Regions from separate parts of the Mus musculus genome. Here region 1 is linked to region 2. The links are chromatin contacts, called in public Hi-C maps. All regions are on one chromosome and are shown on one strand. The core of a region is the stretch at or near the end of the contact, and the rest is flanking DNA. Distances in the headings are between cores, read along the strand shown.

What was found. Hi-C and Micro-C count contacts between places; a contact is called where the count stands out from the background.
Region 1: a Hi-C map of the N1E-115 cell line shows a contact between it and region 2, with 5 times the contacts expected there. The contact joins two enhancer-like sites. A contact is called at or near these places in 2 of 484 Hi-C or Micro-C datasets (the N1E-115 cell line and frontal cortex) and 2 of 115 datasets of contacts at active chromatin or transcription factors (effector CD8 T cells and embryonic stem cells).

Annotation. Positions count from the first base shown.
Region 1 is chr11:76,732,673-76,736,716 of GRCm38.p6, reverse strand. Gosr1 (golgi SNAP receptor complex member 1) reads left to right here. Exons shown (of 9, transcript NM_016810.4): 8 at 2,066-2,148. Among named protein-coding and RNA genes, the nearest start is that of Gosr1, 29 kb to the left of the region's middle. Within about 2 kb of position 1,681, at least 84 of the 459 cell types and tissues checked have an H3K27ac peak or open chromatin away from gene starts, as enhancers often do. A contact at or near this core is called in the N1E-115 cell line, where this site is marked.
Region 2 is chr11:76,496,270-76,500,342 of GRCm38.p6, reverse strand. All of the region lies in intron 2 of Abr (active BCR-related gene), which reads left to right. Among named protein-coding and RNA genes, the nearest start is that of Abr, 73 kb to the left of the region's middle. Within about 2 kb of position 2,007, at least 77 of the 459 cell types and tissues checked have an H3K27ac peak or open chromatin away from gene starts, as enhancers often do. A contact at or near this core is called in the N1E-115 cell line, where this site is marked.

The DNA of each region.
Region 1 (4,044 bases), core at 432-2,931, 240 kb before region 2:
AAATAACAGCCTATCTCTCACTCAGCTCCACTCCAGATGATGGGGTAGATAGGAAAGTCTGTCTAGATAGACTTTGTGTGGTACTGGAAATCATGCATATTCAACAAGGTAATAACTTAATGTAATACTCAGTCTCCAAGGAATACAAAGTGCTTTGTGGAAATTATTTTTTAATGCATATCCACTGTGAGTCAAGTGCACATGAGATAATGATGATTCCCCTTCAGAAAACCAGAGGCCTGTAGGTCAGAGACCCTTACTACAGGCTGGAGTTCTCTTGCTTTCTGTAAGACTATACAGGCCCTTGTTGTAATTTCAAGCAGAATTTGGTCAATTTCCATTTCTTCTGCTGCTTTCATTTCTTCCTCATCCTCTGGCACACGCCTGTATTCCAAGCATTTGGGAAACAGTGGCCTGGATTCTAGGATCTTCATGACACTCTGCCTGGCCTTCCTCACTGCCCCTCTTTAAGGAACTGACCACTTACAGTACCACCAGTATATGTGCACTTTAGTGACACGAACTTGCTTCACCTTCCTTGGCCAGAGCCCCACAGATAGCTTCCCAGGTCGTCTTGGCAGCATTATGAAAGATAGTCTCGTTCTTCTGCTTCCTTTATGTCACCAGTGTGCCTGTCAGTAACTCTTCATTTCTTTATCTTCAGTGACCATTTCCTGGCCACTCATTAGACAGCCACTCCTTGATTTTCCAAACAGCCTTTGCCAAACTTAAGCCTTTCTGCTTTTGTTCTTTGAGGTCATTGGCTTCTTTGGGTGTTTTCTGATATTTTTGTTGCTGGGTTTTGGTTTTGGTTTTGGTTTTCGTTTTGGTTTTTTACTTCAGTAAATATCCTTCTATGTGTCTCCTTACACATTCATTGTATTCTTCTCAGTAGTGAAATTATCTTGACTAATTGTCATTCCTCTAGCATCTCTCTTCAGTAAACACCTAGCAGCCTGTTCTGTGAGGCTTTGCCCATGAATGCCCAGCAGCTTGCCACCAGTGGATGGCCTGGGTGATTGTCTCCTCCAGGAGCCTGGAAGCCCCATGGCCTCAGTCCCTCTGCAAGCACAGGAGCCAAGGGAGCAGGGGTTCTTTCCTCAGCCCCGAGACCACCAGGTCTGCAGCCTCCCACTGCCAGGCTCCAGGGCTTCCGTGTAGGTCTCTTGCTTGAGAAGGTTTACGGAGCCCCTCTGGCCAGCTTCCAGGGAACCAGGGATTCAAACAGTCCTTCCCCAGAGGGAGTGCTTTTGTTCTGGACACTCCACGGAAGAAAATGTGCCTAAGGTACACCAGGAAATTGTATCTAGCGAGCATTTCCCCCAATTTCCAGGACTCTTTTTAAAATAAGTTTTAGAGTTATCTTTATTCTTAGACTATTTCAAAGGAGTACAATGATTCTTGATCCTATCTAACCAAAACTGCCCCTTTGCATTTTCTATGTTACTCTCTAAAGCACCCTCTTCTGTGTTACTTACCAAAGTGGACACTGACCCTACTCTCTAGGATCCTCCTATCGGGGCGAATCATGAAAATACCTGACTGGAAGTGACAGCAGAAGAGGGTCAACTCATAACAGGTGGTCAGCGTGGCTGTTCCGTAAAAGAGCCGCTCTTCCCCTCTCACAGTGTGTTTAGTGAATCCTGAGATCTGCCTACTGAGTTCTTCTCGAATTTTCAGTCCCCCTTTGTTTATATGTTGGAAGCTGGTTGAATGTGGGTGTCACTTGGGCCCCTTTCTTATGCTCATGATTTTTTTTTTAATGGTGTTTCGTTCCTCTTAACAGTTTTTCCTGATTAAAATTATTTTAGTGGTTGGTTTCTTTAAGCCACTGAAGAAGCTTTGTAACGTATGATTTGTCTCTTAATGTCTCATTTCATTTGTTACTTTGAAGAAAACACAAGATGACTCATAACAAGACTTCCTGTGTAACAGTGGGCAGGAAGCTGGGCAGGGATTGGTACCCATTATCACTGTAGCTTTCTGTTTGTCTTTAGAGGGGTGAAGATCTGAACAATGTAGTGCCCCCGTGCCAACTCAAATTGTCTCTTTTCTCCCCTTGAAGCATTGCTATGGCAACAAAAGAGAATATGACTTCCCAGAGAGGAATGCTCAAGTCAATTCACAGCAAGATGAACACTCTGGCCAGTATCCTTTGTGAAATGTTGGTGGGGTGAAGGGCTTGTTCTTTTTGTTCTCCGTTTTATTGGGGTAGAGGTGCAAATTATGCACACTGGTAGAGCCCTTAGCAATTGAATCGTGTGAGGACTGCTTTACTTTGTGATAAACTTATGTTTAACACTATTTCTAGAGAACAGCTCACCAGAGATTTCATTATAGATATTTATATTTACAAAAGTATTCACAAATTATTTTTGTCCTTAAAAGCTCTGACTCCACATTAGTATTCCCTGCATGTGTTCGTGACCACCCCGCCTCACACTGTGGTTTAATTGCCACTTTGGAGGATGTCAGTTGTAGGCAACTGGAAGGGGCGGGGACACTGCAGGTGTGCTGTACCTGTTGGTAGATTGTGACTACACAAGTCCCAGGGCGGAGGAGAGGCTCCACTTGTCAGTTGTGACCTCTGCTTTAAAGTTTTAGCTTCTCAACTTAAAGTAGATAAGACTGCACCAGAGACGCTCAGGGGTGGGGTCTTCCCAGATGACTGTGAGGAGGAACTTGGGATTTTCAAACGGTGAACATCGTCTGGTCCGTAGTAGTTTAAGGGCACTCTTACCCTGAGATCTAATTGCCTAAGAAAGAGGATATCCCTGGCATTGCTTGGCACTTTCCAGTCCTTTGTCAATGTTGTTACTAGTCAAGTGTAAAAAGCACACATCCCAAACCACGTGTGCTCACACATGCTGGGCAGTTTACACAGCACACTGCCTTACCCACACTGCGTTCTCTCACCCCATAGAGGGGACAGAGTGGGGACTTTTTGATTTTTTTTGCAGATAAAGAAGTAGGCTCAAGAAAGGGGCCTGGCCCATATCCACAGGGCCAGGACAATTTGGCAAAGTGGAGATTCACATTTCAAATTCCCATGATCTTTCTTTCTTTGTGTGCATTGCATGTTTCTGTGGCACGCATGTGGAAGTCAGAGGCCAACCTCAGACACTAGTCCTTGTCTTCCACTACTGTGAGACGGGGTGTCTGCTGTTCCTTTGCTTACCCCAGGCTGGCCCGTAAGCTTCTCCCCGTAGGAAAATGAGGACTGCAGGTGCTTGCACTGTGCGTTGACATTTTATGTGAGCCTGGGGGCTCAGTCCCTCATGCTTCTATAGCAAGCACTTGTGTCCACTAAGTCGTCTCCTCAGCCCCCAGTGTGTGTTCCATGAAATCATCATATTGTTCTGCTAGCCCCACTTCTCTCCCTGTCACCCACCTGAATTTGAATCTCCAGGACTCACATAAAGGTCATCAAATACAGAGTCATTTCTGGGGTGGTGCAGTACACGTCCCTTCGACAGACCAAAGTACAGACACGATCAGTGTCCAGCTTGGTGAGCCACTGAGCTTTACTGTGGTCACTTCCAGGACAGGGATGTGGGGTGACTTAAAGGAGCAGAAATGACCCAGATGGCTGCATCACCAAGGCCCACTCCAGCATGGGTGACAGCTCACAAAAGCTAGGGGACCTGGACACAGTGCACAACCGGCAGGCAGCTTGAGGAGTGTCCTTTCCAAGTGACAATGGTCTAAACCTCTTGCAGGTTGCTAGTCTGTTTTGGTTTTGTTTTAATTTTAACTTCTTTCTGGTGTGCTTCCTGGGCTGGTTTTAAGAGACTTCTTTTCAGGTTAGCTCTGTTTACTCTGGCAGGGAGGGAGGGAGGGGCCTAGTGAATCTGGTCAGTTTCAAGGACTTCCTGAGGCTGCTTTGAGTTGTTTATCTCCCTGCAAAATGGGATGTTTCAATCTCAAGAAGAAACAGACTGCACCCAGGCTGCTAAGAGCACCTAGACTAAGCTACTCAGGTGATCCTCCTGCCTTGGCCTCATAAGAAGCTGGGGTACTTATTTATTATAAACTATAAGCTTA
Region 2 (4,073 bases), core at 758-3,257:
TCTGGAATTAAGATCTACTGTACTCCTTTTGTGGCTATGTGGTATTCATCCCATGGATAAACCAGAATTCATTTAACCAGCTCCTTCTCCCTCTCAGGGCTTTTTTGGTGGTGGTTGGGGGTGGGGGAGGGGTGAGGCAATGCTGTGATTGAACCCAGACCTCCTTGCACATGCTCGGTAAATACTCTTGCCATTGAATTACAACTCCAGTGCTAATTAAGCCACTTTTTTGTGTTGTTTTACTGTGCCTGTGTGTGTGTGTGTGTGTGTGTGTGTGTGTGTGTGTGTGTGTTAGACCACTTTATAACTCAGGCAGACCTGGGACTCAAAATCTTCCTGCCTTTGCCTGAGTGCCAGAATTTCTAGTGTACCATTCCACCATTGGAATCTAGTGTACCGCCGGATTCCGGTTCACTGTTAGGCATTTGAACTCATAGCAGCCCGTGCTGCTTTCTCACGCCAGTGAACATTTTTATACATACATCTCTATGCCCTTCTAGATGTGCCTTTTTAGACAATTCCCTAGGGTGGAATTGCTGACTCAGAGGGTGTGGACATTTAAAAATCACAATAGCTGTTTCCACGTTACTCTTTCTGGAGTTATACCTCAACAACATAATTCTAAAATGTGCCCCTCCCCAGTCCTGCCTTTCCTTTGGCACAGCCTTGGGAGTCAGTCACCTGGTCCTTCTGCTCTTGAAACTGTCAGCTCCACAAAGGGCAGTGTCCCCTGTTTGTGACTACATTTTGAATGTGAGCACAATGCCTGGCGTAGAGCAGGCAAGTGATAAGTGCTTGTTAATTGAGTTGGTAAGGGAGTGAGAGGATGGAGACTTAAATATAAGGGGTGTGTGTGTGTGTGTGTGTGTGTGTGTATAAGGAAAGGCTATACTCCCTGTGTCTGTGTGTGTGTGGTCTGTGCGTGTGTGTGTGTGTGTGTGTGTGTGTGTGTGTGGTCTGTGCGTGTGTGATAGCCCTACAGACTTTGAGATTTGGACCTAGCAGGTATGAGAACTTGTGATTGGTACCCTACCCTGTAGGATGTTCATGGTTCTTGTCCGTCATGCCCCTGCCTCAGCTGCCCTCTGCATACTTATCTGCTGCTGCTTTTGTCTTCTGTCCCCTTCCTGCTTCCTGAGCCTCCTTAAACTGTCTTTAGAAGCCGGGCATGGTGGTGCACGCCTTTAATCCCAGCACTTGGGAGGCAGAGGCAGGTGGATTTCTGAGTTCAAGGCCAGCCTGGTCTACAAAGTGAGTTCCAGGACAGTCAGGGCTACACAGAAAAACCCTGTCTCGAAAAACCAAAAAAAAAAAAAAAAAAAAGAAAAGAAAGAAAGAAACAAACAAACAAACAAACTGTCTTTAGGGCTGGGATGTAACATAGCTTATGCAAGGCCCTGCACTCCAGCTTCAGCACCAGCACCACAAAAAACAAATGAAGACAAAAAAAAAAAAAAAAAAAAAAAAAAAAAAAAAAAAAAACAACAACAAAACAAAAAACAAAAACCCCAGAAAATAAAACCTTTGTTTTGGGCACTCCTCCTTTTGCCCGGAAAGACCTCTCTGCTTCCAGGTGCTACCTAGAAGCCCACCAGTCACATCTCAGAGCCTGCAGTCCTTAACTCCCCACGCATGCATGGCGTTCTGTCTGTCTTTCACCCTCACACTCCCCAGTGGAGTTTTCCAATGGCACGAGCGCCTTGCCTACCCATTCCTGTTTCTACTCATCCCTCACCTCAGTGGGTTGAGAGTTCAGCAGTGGTAGGGGTTGGTCACACATCCCAGGCCTCCTTAAGATATCAGTGTGCATCTACCAGTGAGCAGGTTAGCTGGACAGACAAGGTGTTGCGTAGGTGTGAGATGTTGCAAGGCCTGCTTGGGCTGTGGTTTGAAAAAGAGAAAGATGGAAGAAACAGAGAATTTAGTAAAAGGGATGTGTGGGGCCGTGGGCACAAAGAGCCACAAGATAACAACCCACTGATGGAAGGGGAAGCTAGGGTGGGGAAGAGGAGGAACTTGCTGGTCTGGATTTGAGGAGCTGAAGGTGGTTGCTGCTCTGACTTCCCTGTGAGGAGAGCCAGCTGCCTGGGCAGGTCTCACACCTAGAGGTGGCAGTGGGTCGCCATTGGCAGAGCAGTAAGATGGGATGAGTTTTCCAAAGGCTGGGAGCATAGGGCTGTGGGAGAGACAGAGCCTTGAGCTGTGAGGCAGGAGGAAGGAGCAGCCAGAACCCACTCACTGTGTACCCAGCCGCCTGAGGGATTTGAGAAAGGCCAGAGGACAGCGCCATACTGGCTGTGTCTCTGGAGAGGAGAGTCTGGAACCAGGCAGAGTAAGGAGGAAGCCTAGGTCCAGGGCCTTCTTGAAGTCTTGAGGGGGAAAGGGAGGGAGCACCCTGGGGATTTGTGAGTCACTTCCCCTCCAGAGGGAGGACTGAGGGCCTCTGAGTGGATGCGGCTTCTGTGTCCACTCACTGGAATTTCCAACCAATTGGGCTGGGTGGGGCCGTTGACACCTTGGATATTTGGGGAGCAGCTTCTGTGGGGTTCACAGAAAGTCCCTTGGTTACAGTCCTCAGCTGCCTGCTGGTCTGACCCATGTGGACCCCTATGCTGTGCACTTAGAGCTGGCAGGGTGGAGGACAGAAGAACCTATAGCAAGCACAGGGCCCTGAGTTGGCACACTTGTGCCCTAGGGAGTGCCAACCCTGGCTGTTCCCAGGCCATGGAACAGCCTTACCCTCCCAAACCAAATGAGGAATTGTGGTTTGAGAGGGCCCTTCAGACGTGTCTTGGCTATTTATAACTGAGCCGGAGCGAAACTGGACTGAGAAAAAGTAGCGGATTCTGGGTAGGAGAGAGCTGCAGGATCCCAGTGGTGGGACAGATCCTTGACCAGTTCAGACCTTAGAGAACCTGTCACACCTCTCTCCATCTGTGTCAGTTTCGGTGAGGGCAGGTTTTTCTATTATTGACAGAAGGGCAAGAGTTTCTCTTGACTTCAAAGTTCCAGAAAACGTTTTAAGAGTAGGGTAAGAAGCCCCACTGGTTCCTTTTAGTCTCCCCTCCCCCACGGCTTTCTATGTGCTTCTCAGCTAAGGCGCACAGTAGAGGGGAGTTGTCCCCAGTGGGGATAGTTTGCCTTCTGTTGGCAATGGCCTCAACAGTTTGACTCTGCCCTGTGGCCATATGGTTGCCACTGACAAGTGAATGTGCTGTTGTATGAAAGGCTTCGTGTGATGGTTTGTTGTATATGCTTGGCCCAGGGAGTGGCACTGTTAGGAGGTGTTGCCTTGTTGTCGTAGGCGTGTCACTGTGGGTGTGTCACTATAAGACCCCCATCCTAGCTGCCTGGAAATCAGTATTCTGTTAGTGTCCTTCAGATGGAGATGTAGAACTCTCAGCTCCTCCTGCACCATGCCTGCTAAGCGCTGCCATGTTCTCACCTTGATGATAATGGACTGAACCTCTGACCTGTAAGGCAGCCCCAATTAAATGTTGTCCTTTATAAGACTTGCCTTGGTCATGGTGTCTGTTCACAGCAGTAAAACCCTAACTAAGACAACTGGTCATAAAAAGCACGTGACGTTTTGATGGGCATATTCAGACACTGCACCACCTGGTTGCTGGTACCCGTTACACAAGTTTTACAAAGATAAAGTGGTAGGCTGGTAGATGAAGCTGAATTTTATTCCAAGCTGCCAAATCCTTAGTGTGAGCATAGGGCACACACTAAGGGGAAACTCCTCCCACATAACCACAGCTAACAACCAGCTGCAAGAGTAAAGGCAGTTTGTGGCCTTCCTTAAGCCTAGCTCAGAGCAAGGATGTGGTTCACAATGTGTTGTGCTTTTTAAAAAAAATGTAAATTACCTGCTTTCATTTTAAAATCAGGAGATTTTATTTAAGCATTCATATTTTCCTTTGGGCGCGGTGACACAGGATGAGGCAAAGGCAGGCAGATCTCAGAGTTCCAGGCCACCCTGATCCACATAGCTGGTTCCATTACAGGGAGCTGGAGAGACTGCTCAGCAGTTAAGAACACACACCGGCTGCAGCCAGGTGGTGGCAGTG